Linked DNA regions of Mus musculus: regions 1 and 2 are each linked to region 3. The links are chromatin contacts, called in public promoter capture Hi-C maps. All regions are on one chromosome and are shown on one strand. The core of a region is the stretch at or near the end of the contact, and the rest is flanking DNA. Distances in the headings are between cores, read along the strand shown.

The links. Promoter capture Hi-C pulls out the DNA fragments that hold promoters and counts their contacts.
Region 1: a promoter capture Hi-C map of hippocampal neurons shows a contact between it and region 3, with 5 times the contacts expected there. The contact joins the enhancer-like site here to the promoter of Akr1b8 in region 3. A contact is called at or near these places in 4 of 39 promoter capture datasets (the 3T3-L1 cell line, embryonic stem cells, hippocampal neurons and 1 more) and 1 of 9 other capture datasets (adipose tissue).
Region 2: a promoter capture Hi-C map of liver shows a contact between it and region 3, with 5 times the contacts expected there. The contact joins the enhancer-like site here to the promoter of Akr1b8 in region 3. A contact is called at or near these places in 6 of 39 promoter capture datasets (cranial neural crest, hippocampal neurons, liver and 2 more), 1 of 484 Hi-C or Micro-C datasets (cortical neurons) and 2 of 9 other capture datasets (embryonic stem cells and liver).

What each region holds. Positions count from the first base shown.
Region 1 is chr6:31,937,115-31,939,940 of GRCm38.p6, forward strand. No RefSeq gene overlaps it. Among named protein-coding and RNA genes, the nearest start is that of Gm31894, 79 kb to the right of the region's middle. Within about 2 kb of position 1,332, at least 46 of the 459 cell types and tissues checked have an H3K27ac peak or open chromatin away from gene starts, as enhancers often do. A contact at or near this core is called in embryonic stem cells and hippocampal neurons, where this site is marked.
Region 2 is chr6:31,641,450-31,644,435 of GRCm38.p6, forward strand. No RefSeq gene overlaps it. Among named protein-coding and RNA genes, the nearest start is that of Gm13846, 8.1 kb to the right of the region's middle. Within about 2 kb of position 1,317, at least 79 of the 459 cell types and tissues checked have an H3K27ac peak or open chromatin away from gene starts, as enhancers often do. A contact at or near this core is called in embryonic stem cells and liver, where this site is marked.
Region 3 is chr6:34,352,806-34,355,989 of GRCm38.p6, forward strand. It overlaps Akr1b8 (aldo-keto reductase family 1, member B8), which reads left to right and starts at 1,341. Exons shown (of 10, transcript NM_008012.2): 1 at 1,341-1,491. The coding sequence starts at 1,426.

The DNA of each region.
Region 1 (2,826 bases), core at 82-2,581, 2.4 Mb before region 3:
CATTCAAATAAGGGAGCCTCATGCAGAAAATAGGAAAGGGATCGCTGACGAATGCCATGATCATATGATAATGTACGCGCATCCTCCACACCGATCACGGGCGAGGTCTCCTTAACGGCTGTGTTGTCACTGAGACCAGGAGACAGAGCAGCTGTCGGGAGACACACATGGTAGCGCTCTGCCTTACAGCACTACACCCCCAAGCCCATGACCTTGACCTTTTAGACAAGGAAAGTCATTTCAGGGCTGGCCTCGGGAAATGCTAGACTCAGAGGAAGCTGGCCTGTCCTTGGCCTCCCAGGCTCCAATCTCAAGGCTCCTATGCTGTTCTGGGATCTCTACTCTGTGCCCTCCTGTCTTCCTGAGCACCAGTCCTCAGGAGCCCGCAGAATTTACACAGCAGGCCTTGCCTACTAATAGGAGCTCAGTAAATCGCCAAGGCTGCAATAGAATTACCAGAGGCCTTGCTCTGTGGTCACCCATGTGGAGAAATGGAGCAAGACAGTGTCCTATCTCTGTAACCCCTTTACCTCACTACTGCTCACAAAACAGGGAAGAAAACTGATAAGGGTCGGGGGCCTGAATCGGATCTCTCCACCCTGGCTTGCCAAAACTGCACCATCTGTTACCTAAGGGAATTCCCTAGGACTCAGAAGACCCATTCTACAGATGAGGAGAGCGAGGCACAGAAAGGTCCAACACGAGTAGGAAGTGACAGCCATGGAGCTGTATCCCAGCGTTCTAGTCCTTCATCCTATCTACTGTAGCTTTGATCTGTGCTCAAAGTTGCCAAGGTGAATATTTATAAACTCTCAGAACTCAAGAGGTTGTGGAGTAAGTAGGCTCCCCCTACCCCCAAATCACTACACAGCTTGCTTTGAAATCAAACTAGAAAATACCTGGGGAGCACAAAGCGGGTAAATGGGGAATGGGCAGGACCTTGAACTTTGCTCGAAGGTCCACATAGAAGAACTCAGGCAGCTTTTCTCCTCCCAGATTCCACTTTGGGTCTCACTTTTATTGGTCTTTTCTTTAGTTATGTGTTGTTGTTGTTGTTGTTGTTGTTGTTGTTGTTGTTGTTGTTGTTGTTGTTGTTGTTGTTGTTGGTGGTGGTGGTGGTGGTGGTGGTGGTGGTGGTGGTGGTGGTGGCTGCAACCCTCTTGATTTGGTGAGACTTAGCTGCTGCGTTCATGCGGTTTAGTCCGAATCCGTAATTCATCATGCGAACAGCAGAGGGCGCTCGTGTCCTTGGAGAACGAATTGGGTTTCCCACCGCCCCGTTCTCATTCATCCGCGAGGTCTTTACTTCTTTGCTACTGGTGCAGGCTAGGGTGGAGCAATGCTTAAGAGAGAGGGCTTCCGAGCCTGCCAGCTGCAGATCCTGGCACATCTGTGTGTGTGCCTTCCTCATCTGTTCTGCCTTTAAGGAAGCAGAGTGGCTTGGGGAAGAAAACGGAGAAGAGGGGGCGGGGCTTCAGAGCGTACTGACCACATCGGTGAGTCGCTCAGGATTAGCATTTCATCTGAGCACAGGTCAGACTGTTCCCAGAGGAGCAGAGAAGCATCAATTCCTAATAGGGTGGGAGTGGGGTGGAGGGGCAGGGTTTATAAACTTGGCGATCTCTCCATGTTTCTTTGGGCAGGTCACCAAGCCCTTGTGTGTCAAGTTTCTGAATATGAAGCGGAGATTATTTAAAAATTGATCATCTCTAAAGTCCCTTCCAGGGCTCAAGCCTGGGTTTGTACCTTTCTCTCAGTTCTTTCGTAGAGCATACTGGCCTCAGCCCTCTGGCATGCCAGAGCCATGTCTGGGGGACTCAGGGGACTAGGTTGACTGACAGGCAGACCGTCCCATTCCAATCCCTGCTGCTGCCTTCTTTCTGCTCCTTGAGGAGGAAGGCTACCTGGTCACCATGTCCTTGAGACAGTTAGTGTGAGCATCACCTGCAGATGCTGCGACCATCTCCTTGAACAGCCATGCTCATCAGCAACACTACACCGCAGCTCTGACCTGAGTGGGAGGAAGGTTTCCTGCACTGAAGACAAGGTGGTGTGATAGGATGGGGGAAACCAAGCTGTGGTCTTGGCTCTGCAAGGACCTCTCTGGGCACATAGGAGAAAAAATCCTTTGTGTCTTTGAGCCTCAGTATGCCCATCCACAGAATGGGTGGCTGGCATTGGTTTCTAGGCCTTTCTGCTTTAAGGACTGCAGCTCTGAATTCTTGTCAAGCATACTTCTCTATCTGACTCTGTGGAGAAGCAGGAGGAAGGGGACTATTTCTGGAAGATACCAGAGAGGGAAGAGAGAAAAGGAAGATAAGGGGAACCCTTAGAAACATGTACCTCCCTGTCTTAGTCAGGGTTTCTATTCCTGCACAAACATCATGACCAAGAAGCAAGTTGGGGAGGAAAGGATTTATTCAGCTTACACTTCCACATTGCTGTTCATCACCAAGGAAGTCAGGACTGGAACTCAAGCAGGTCAGGAAGCAGGAGCTGATGCCGAGGCCATGGAGGGATATTCCTTACTGGCTTGCTTCCCCTGGCTTGCTCAGCCTGCTCTCTTATAGAACTCAAGACTACCAGCCCAGGGATGGTCCCACCCACAAGGGGACTGCCCCACTTGATCACTAATTGAGAAAATGCCTTACAGCTGAATCTCACGAAGACATTTCCTCAAGGGAGGCTCCTTTCTCTGTGATAACTCCAGCTGTGTCAAGTTGACACACAAACCAGCCAGTACACTTCCCGACCTGCAGGGGGTCTTGGTGAGTTAGGGGCATTTTGGCAGCCCTCTGGTCCCCTGTCTGTTCATGTAGACAGACC
Region 2 (2,986 bases), core at 67-2,566, 2.7 Mb before region 3:
ATAAAAAAACAATTTTTTAAATGTGTATGAGTGTTTTGCCTGCATGCATGTCCATGCCAGACATGCAAGCAGTACCCATGAAGGCCAGAAAAGGGCATTGTATCCCCTGGGACTGGACTTACAGATTGTTATGAATTGCCATGTGGGTGCTAGGAATTGAACCCAAGTCCTCCGGAAAAGCAGCCAATGCTCTTAACCACTGAGTCATCTCTCTCTCCAGTCCCTGCAATTAGTTCTTGAAGATGTGGAAACATCTTATTCTTTTTACATTTATATCTATGCAGTGGGCATGGATGCAGCGTATCTGTGGTGTGATACTTTCCTGAGGAGGGAGAAAGCAAGAAAGTCAGCTGTCTATACAGACTCTTTAGGAGGGCAGTCATGAAGAACCCAGAACTGAGATCTGTGGTGTGGATCCTTTCACGCAGTCAGATGGGCTGGGATGGATGGATGGATGGATGGATGGATGGATGAATCTCAAGCCTCCTTGTTTCTGAGCTTTAAGGTCCTCTCCTGTCTACCTCAGCCTGGGTAAACAGAGCCTTGTTATTCTAGGCACAGGAGGTATTTAAAAACTCGAAGCTGCATGGGGAGCAACTCAGGGTAAAAGGACTAGGTCTAGGCTGGGAAGTCCCTGAACTCTCAGTGATTCTCAACTTTCCTAATGCTGCCATCCTTTAATACAGCTCTTCATGTTGTGATGATCCCCTCCCCCGAAACGATTAAATTATTTTTCATTGCTACTTCATAACTGTCATGAATAATAAGGTAAATATTTTCAGGGATAGTTGTCAAAAGGGACACGACCCACAGGTTGACAGGTTCTCCCCATACTATGGCAACAAGACTAGGATATCAGAGGATAAAAGCCAACCTTCAGGCCTGAAGTGCCACTGCCCATTCTTGGGGAGTCCCTGCAGCACCTGTGTATCTTGATGGCTACACAGAGATAGGAGAGTCTCAGGCCTAAGGGAAGGGCCGACTCTGAAACAGCAAGTCTTGCGTTGGGTGGGTGGCACCAAGTGGGAGTTGGCAGCTGCGGGCCACCTGCTGGGTACCAACCTGTTTCCAGGGACACCAGGGTCCCTACGAGGGGAATCACGTGTGTCAGGCCCACCCTGCAGGCATCCTGATAGGAGAAGCCAGGACAGACCCGAGGTGGGTGGGACAGGCCAACACAGGAAATGCCTGCTGGGCCTAAAAATAGTGTGGGAGGGGACAGGAAACAGAAACTTTGGGCCAACATGGAAATGCTTTCTGAGCTGATCAGGAAATGAGGACTGGGGCGGTAGGGATCGCCACCACCCAGCTGCACTGCAGCCCCGCCCCCAACCCCTCTGCCTGGCTGAGTCTGTGCCTGGCTGGGGGTAGGGAAGGTTGCTTCCCAACGTCCTCTCCCTTTGTTTCGAAGCAGAGCCGTGTGCTGCAGAGCTGTAACCGCACGTAGATGTCATGCTGTACTTGGATGGCAGCCTGCTCTTCCCAGAACTGAGGTGGTGCCTGGGAAAGTGGGCCCAGCAGGGTGGTTCAGTGGGTAAAGGCACTTGGCGCCAAGCCCCATGGTCTGACTTCAATCGCTGGGACTCAACATGGTGGAGAGCCGACTCTTGCCAGTTGTCCTTTGACCTCCACACAACCCTGTTTTCCTCCCCCACATAAATAAATGTAATAAAAAATTTAAAGCTGGGGAAATAAACTCTGCAAGCAAGAAACTCAAGGGTCTTTGGGAAGGAAGAAATTGAAGGGTATTCAAAACTTCTCACAGTGAGGTCCTCTTGCCTGTGCAGTGAAGGCTTTGGGGTCCCCAGCCTAGACTGAACCCTAACCCAATCAGTTTAGACTCTGGAGTGGGATCAAACAACTGTGTGGAGGTCAGAGGATAATGTGGGGGAGGTTGGTTCTCCTGCTATGTGGGTAGATCCTGGGGACCAAACTCAGGTCATCAGGATTGGTGGCAAGCACATTTACCCACTTAACTATCTTGCCAGCCTCCAACTTTTTTAAAAATTAAATTAATTTTTTTATGTATATGAGCTTTTTTTGTCTGCATGTATGCATATATGACATGTGTGGGCCTGGTATCTGTAGAGAGCAAAGGGCACTGGGTCCCCTGGAGATGGAGTTAAAACTAGTTGTGAGGGGCTGGTGAAATGGGTCTGCTGTTAAGAGCAGTGGTTGCTCTTCCAGAGGTCCAGTGTTCAATTCCCAGCAATTGCATGGTGGCTCACAACCATCTACAGTGGTATCTGATGTCCTCTTCTGGCCTGCAGGTGTATGTGCAGCAGAACACTCATACACTAAATAAATACAATAAAAAACAAATAGAAAAGAAAAATAGCCGTGAGCCATGTATGAGTGCTAGAATCTGAACCTAGGTCCTCTGTAAGAGTAGTAATTGTTCCTGACTACCGAGCTGTGGGAGCCGCCCTCACATTCGCCATTACAAGATGGCGCTGACATCCTGTGTTCTAAGTGGTAAACAAATAATCTGCGCATGTGCCAAGGGTAGTTCTCCACCCCATGTGCTCTGCCTTCCCCGTGACGACAACTCGGCCGATGGGCTGCAGCCAATCAGGGAGTGACACGTCCTAGGCGGAGGATAATTCTCCTTAAAAGGGACGGGGTTTCGCCATTCTCTCTCTTGCACTCTTGCTCTCTTGCACTCTGGCTCCTAAAGATGTAAGCAATAGAGCTCTTGCTCTCTTGCACTCTTGCTCCTGAAGATGTAAGCAATAAAGTTTTGCCGCAGAAGATTCCGGTTTGCTGTGTTCTTCCTGGCCAGTCGTGAACGCGTGTAAGACCGAGCCATCTCTTCAGCCCCATTTTGTTCCTTTGTAAAGGATGTACTCTGTGTGTGTGTGTGTGTGTGTGTGACTTCAGAGGACAGAAGAGGGCATCAGATCCTCCGTAGCTGGACTTATATGCAGTTGTGAATCACACAACATGGGCGCTGGGAACTAAACTCTATCTTCTGCAAGAGCAGCAT
Region 3 (3,184 bases), core at 91-2,590:
ACTCTGATTTTTCTGGTTTTTCTTTCTAGAGGACATGCATTAGTTTTATAATATCAATAAAGTAAAAGTCAAGAACATTTACATATGATTCTTGAAAAACTATAAACATGGAGGTGAGAATGTATTATTCTATAAATGACTGAAAATTGCCATTTTGAAAAAAAATCAATTTTGACCTATACCTTGTGTGATAAACTGAAATAAACTTCATTTGAGTCTATATTCCTACTTCTAAAGATCTATCCCCAGGGAATGAGGCCCAATGCTTCACTGCAATGATATTTCTTGAAATATTATTTATACACAATAGAAACCAGCTGGAAATCAGCAAGAGACCTAAGAATAGTGGAAATGGTAGAATAAATTACCATAAAATAGAATGCAACGTTAAAATGTTTAACATAAAGGCAATTTTGAAATGACTCACTATAAACGTGTAGAAAAGCTAGCCTTGTGGTGTCAGCTTTGGAAAATGTGGTGCGGTGCATAGAAGCTGACACAGGCTGAGAAGAGCCCAGGAAACTGCACCGGGCAATGGCATCCGAGTGACAGAAAAGGATGTTTATGCTCGCATCTTTCTTTTTCATGCTGTCCTTAGTGAAACAGAATATAATCACAAAAGTCTGGTTTTTAAATGTAAGCAAAAAAAATGTAAAAGCTCACTATAATTATACAGTTAGACAACTTGTCAAATTTCAAATTCAGAGAGAGGGGGGATAGAGAGAGAGAGAGGGAGAGGGAGAGAGAAAGAATATTATCAAAGAAAGGTCTTAGTGGTTAACAGGGGAAATTTGCTTTTCACAATCTTCCATCAATTAGATGAGTAAAACTTAAACAAACAAACAAACAAAAAGAGGGTCAGAAAACACTCTCTCCTCTCCCGTTCCCTCCCCTCTCTCCCCTCCCCCCTCCTCTGCAAGCGCCCCTGTCATTGATCTTTTGTGATCAGCAACAGTTAGCTCAAAATAATTTATGCAGCCTCCCATTTTGCCTCTGAAAACTTTTACTTGCCTCAACCTCATGGAATACCTACAGGCTCCACCGTTCTCCACACACTGTGGAAACCCATACATATTCTCCACACACTGTGGAAACCCAAACATAGCTAGCAATATAGCTCGAAGGATCTTTCACCCCATGCGCCTAAGGCTCATACACCTCTAAGTAGCTCTACAAAGTAATTTATATTCTGCATCAGGGAGATTTCCCTCTGGTTTATGACTAATCTTTACTCACACTCTTAAAAGCTTACAAAAGACTGGGATGAACTTCCGGTTCATTGCGGGAGGGGGGGCGGGGGCGGGAGGGGTCTGGGCGTGGCGCTTGCAGTAAGAGCCGGCCTCTTCATCCAGGACGTTAAAGCCTCCATCTGTCTCATTAACAAGGACACAGACATCTGCTCTCAGCAAGATTTTGGCAGCAACCATGGCCACGTTCGTGGAACTCAGTACCAAAGCCAAGATGCCCATTGTGGGCCTGGGCACCTGGAAGGTGAGTGCGCAGTCTTGGGCACCTGGTCTTGGCATTTCCTCTTCTTTTTATGACATCTACTGGGAGTTTGGAACCCTAGAGACAGAACACAAGTTGGTTTTGCCTTTTGTGCTGTTTCAGACCTCAAAGCTCTGACAGACTTTTTCCAGCAGAGATATCCCTGTGAAGTGTCAGGTTTCAAGTTTTCCCGAACTTGCCAGTTACCCTCTTAACAAGCTTTCTTCTGAACTCATGAGACACTTAAAGTTTTATAAGTTTTGGCTGGTTTGAAGCAGGGCAGTGGTGGTGCATGCCTTTAATCCCAGAAGTTGGGAGGTAGAGGCTGGCGAATTTCTGAATTTGAGGCCAGAGGCCAGCCTGGTCTACAGAGTGAGTTCCAGGACAGCCAGGGCTGAGTTATTCAGTGGCAGGACACCAAAAGCTCCAAATGACCTAGCTCTGTTTGGTGGGGGAAAGACTCTGCAGCTTGTGGCCTGGAAGCCTGGGGGAAAGGTGGAGTCTCAGACCCTAGCACAGGCTACTGGCACCTGCACCTTACCAAGACACTACACCATTTTCTGAGCACATCAAACTAAGCAGGAAGATGACAGAGCCTGAGCTCAGATCCTGCCTGGCAGTGTGCTCTCCTGGAAGAATGCTCCAAGGCCCTTCCCACTTCTGTTGAGACAAGTCTGACATTGTTCCATCTCCTAACTTTGTCCTTGGGTTTATTTCCTTTCGTGATAACAGGACAGTGGTCAGCTAGTTTCCAGGAGCTGTCTCTATTTGATTTCTGGCGACTGGGAGTTACACTTCAGTTTAGGCTGCCCTAGAACTTATTCTATAGCTTGGGTTGGCCTTGAACTTGCAATCCTCCGGCCTCAGCTTCTAGAGGTTATCACAGGTGTGAGCCACCTCCAGGAGGAGTTGTTTTTGGAGTCCGAGTCTCTTGTCCTGGTGGCTTAGCCTCTGTCTCTCGCTTAGCCTCTGTCTCTCGATCTTTGCACTGTCTTTTTCTTCTGATCATGGGACAGAGGTGGGGCCTCTCTTTGATTCAGCACTGGGTTTAAAACCTCGAATTTGCTCCAAATTAGACATTTCACTTTCTACCAAGCTGTCAAGCACTCTGACCAGAAGTAACCCACAGAAATCCAAAGATTAGACCGAGCGCTTGACAAGGGAGTTGTTGTCAAGATAAGGAGGTGGTATCATAGAGGGAGAGTCTGCTCTTATCTGAAGGAATGCTGGCAGGCAAGATTCTATTGGAAGGCCCAGGTACTTCTGAACCGCTAGGGGTCACTTCTGATCCCAGGGAAGCAGGCTATCTCTCTGGAGCTTTTCTGTGTTTGATGCTTAACCAAGATATTTCTAGATTTGGTGAAAGAAGAGTAGTTTTTTGTTCGGCTGGTTGTTTTGGTGATGAAAGGCTTTTTCGTATTTATGTTTTATTTTGGGGACAGCTATGTGCCCCAAGCTAGCCTCAAACTCAAAATCCTCCTGTTTCTCAAATACTGGGACTACATACACGGGCCACCATACCCAGTAGTTTGGCTTTCTGCTTTAAAAAAAAAAGTCGATTGTACTTCATTCCTGAGCACAGCTGCTGTGTGGTCAAGTCTGGATTTACCATAAGACAACCATTCTTCACATTCTTATCACGGTCTGGGGCTGAAGTCCTCTGGGTCACTGCAGAGTTAAGTCTGGCTTTCAGCAA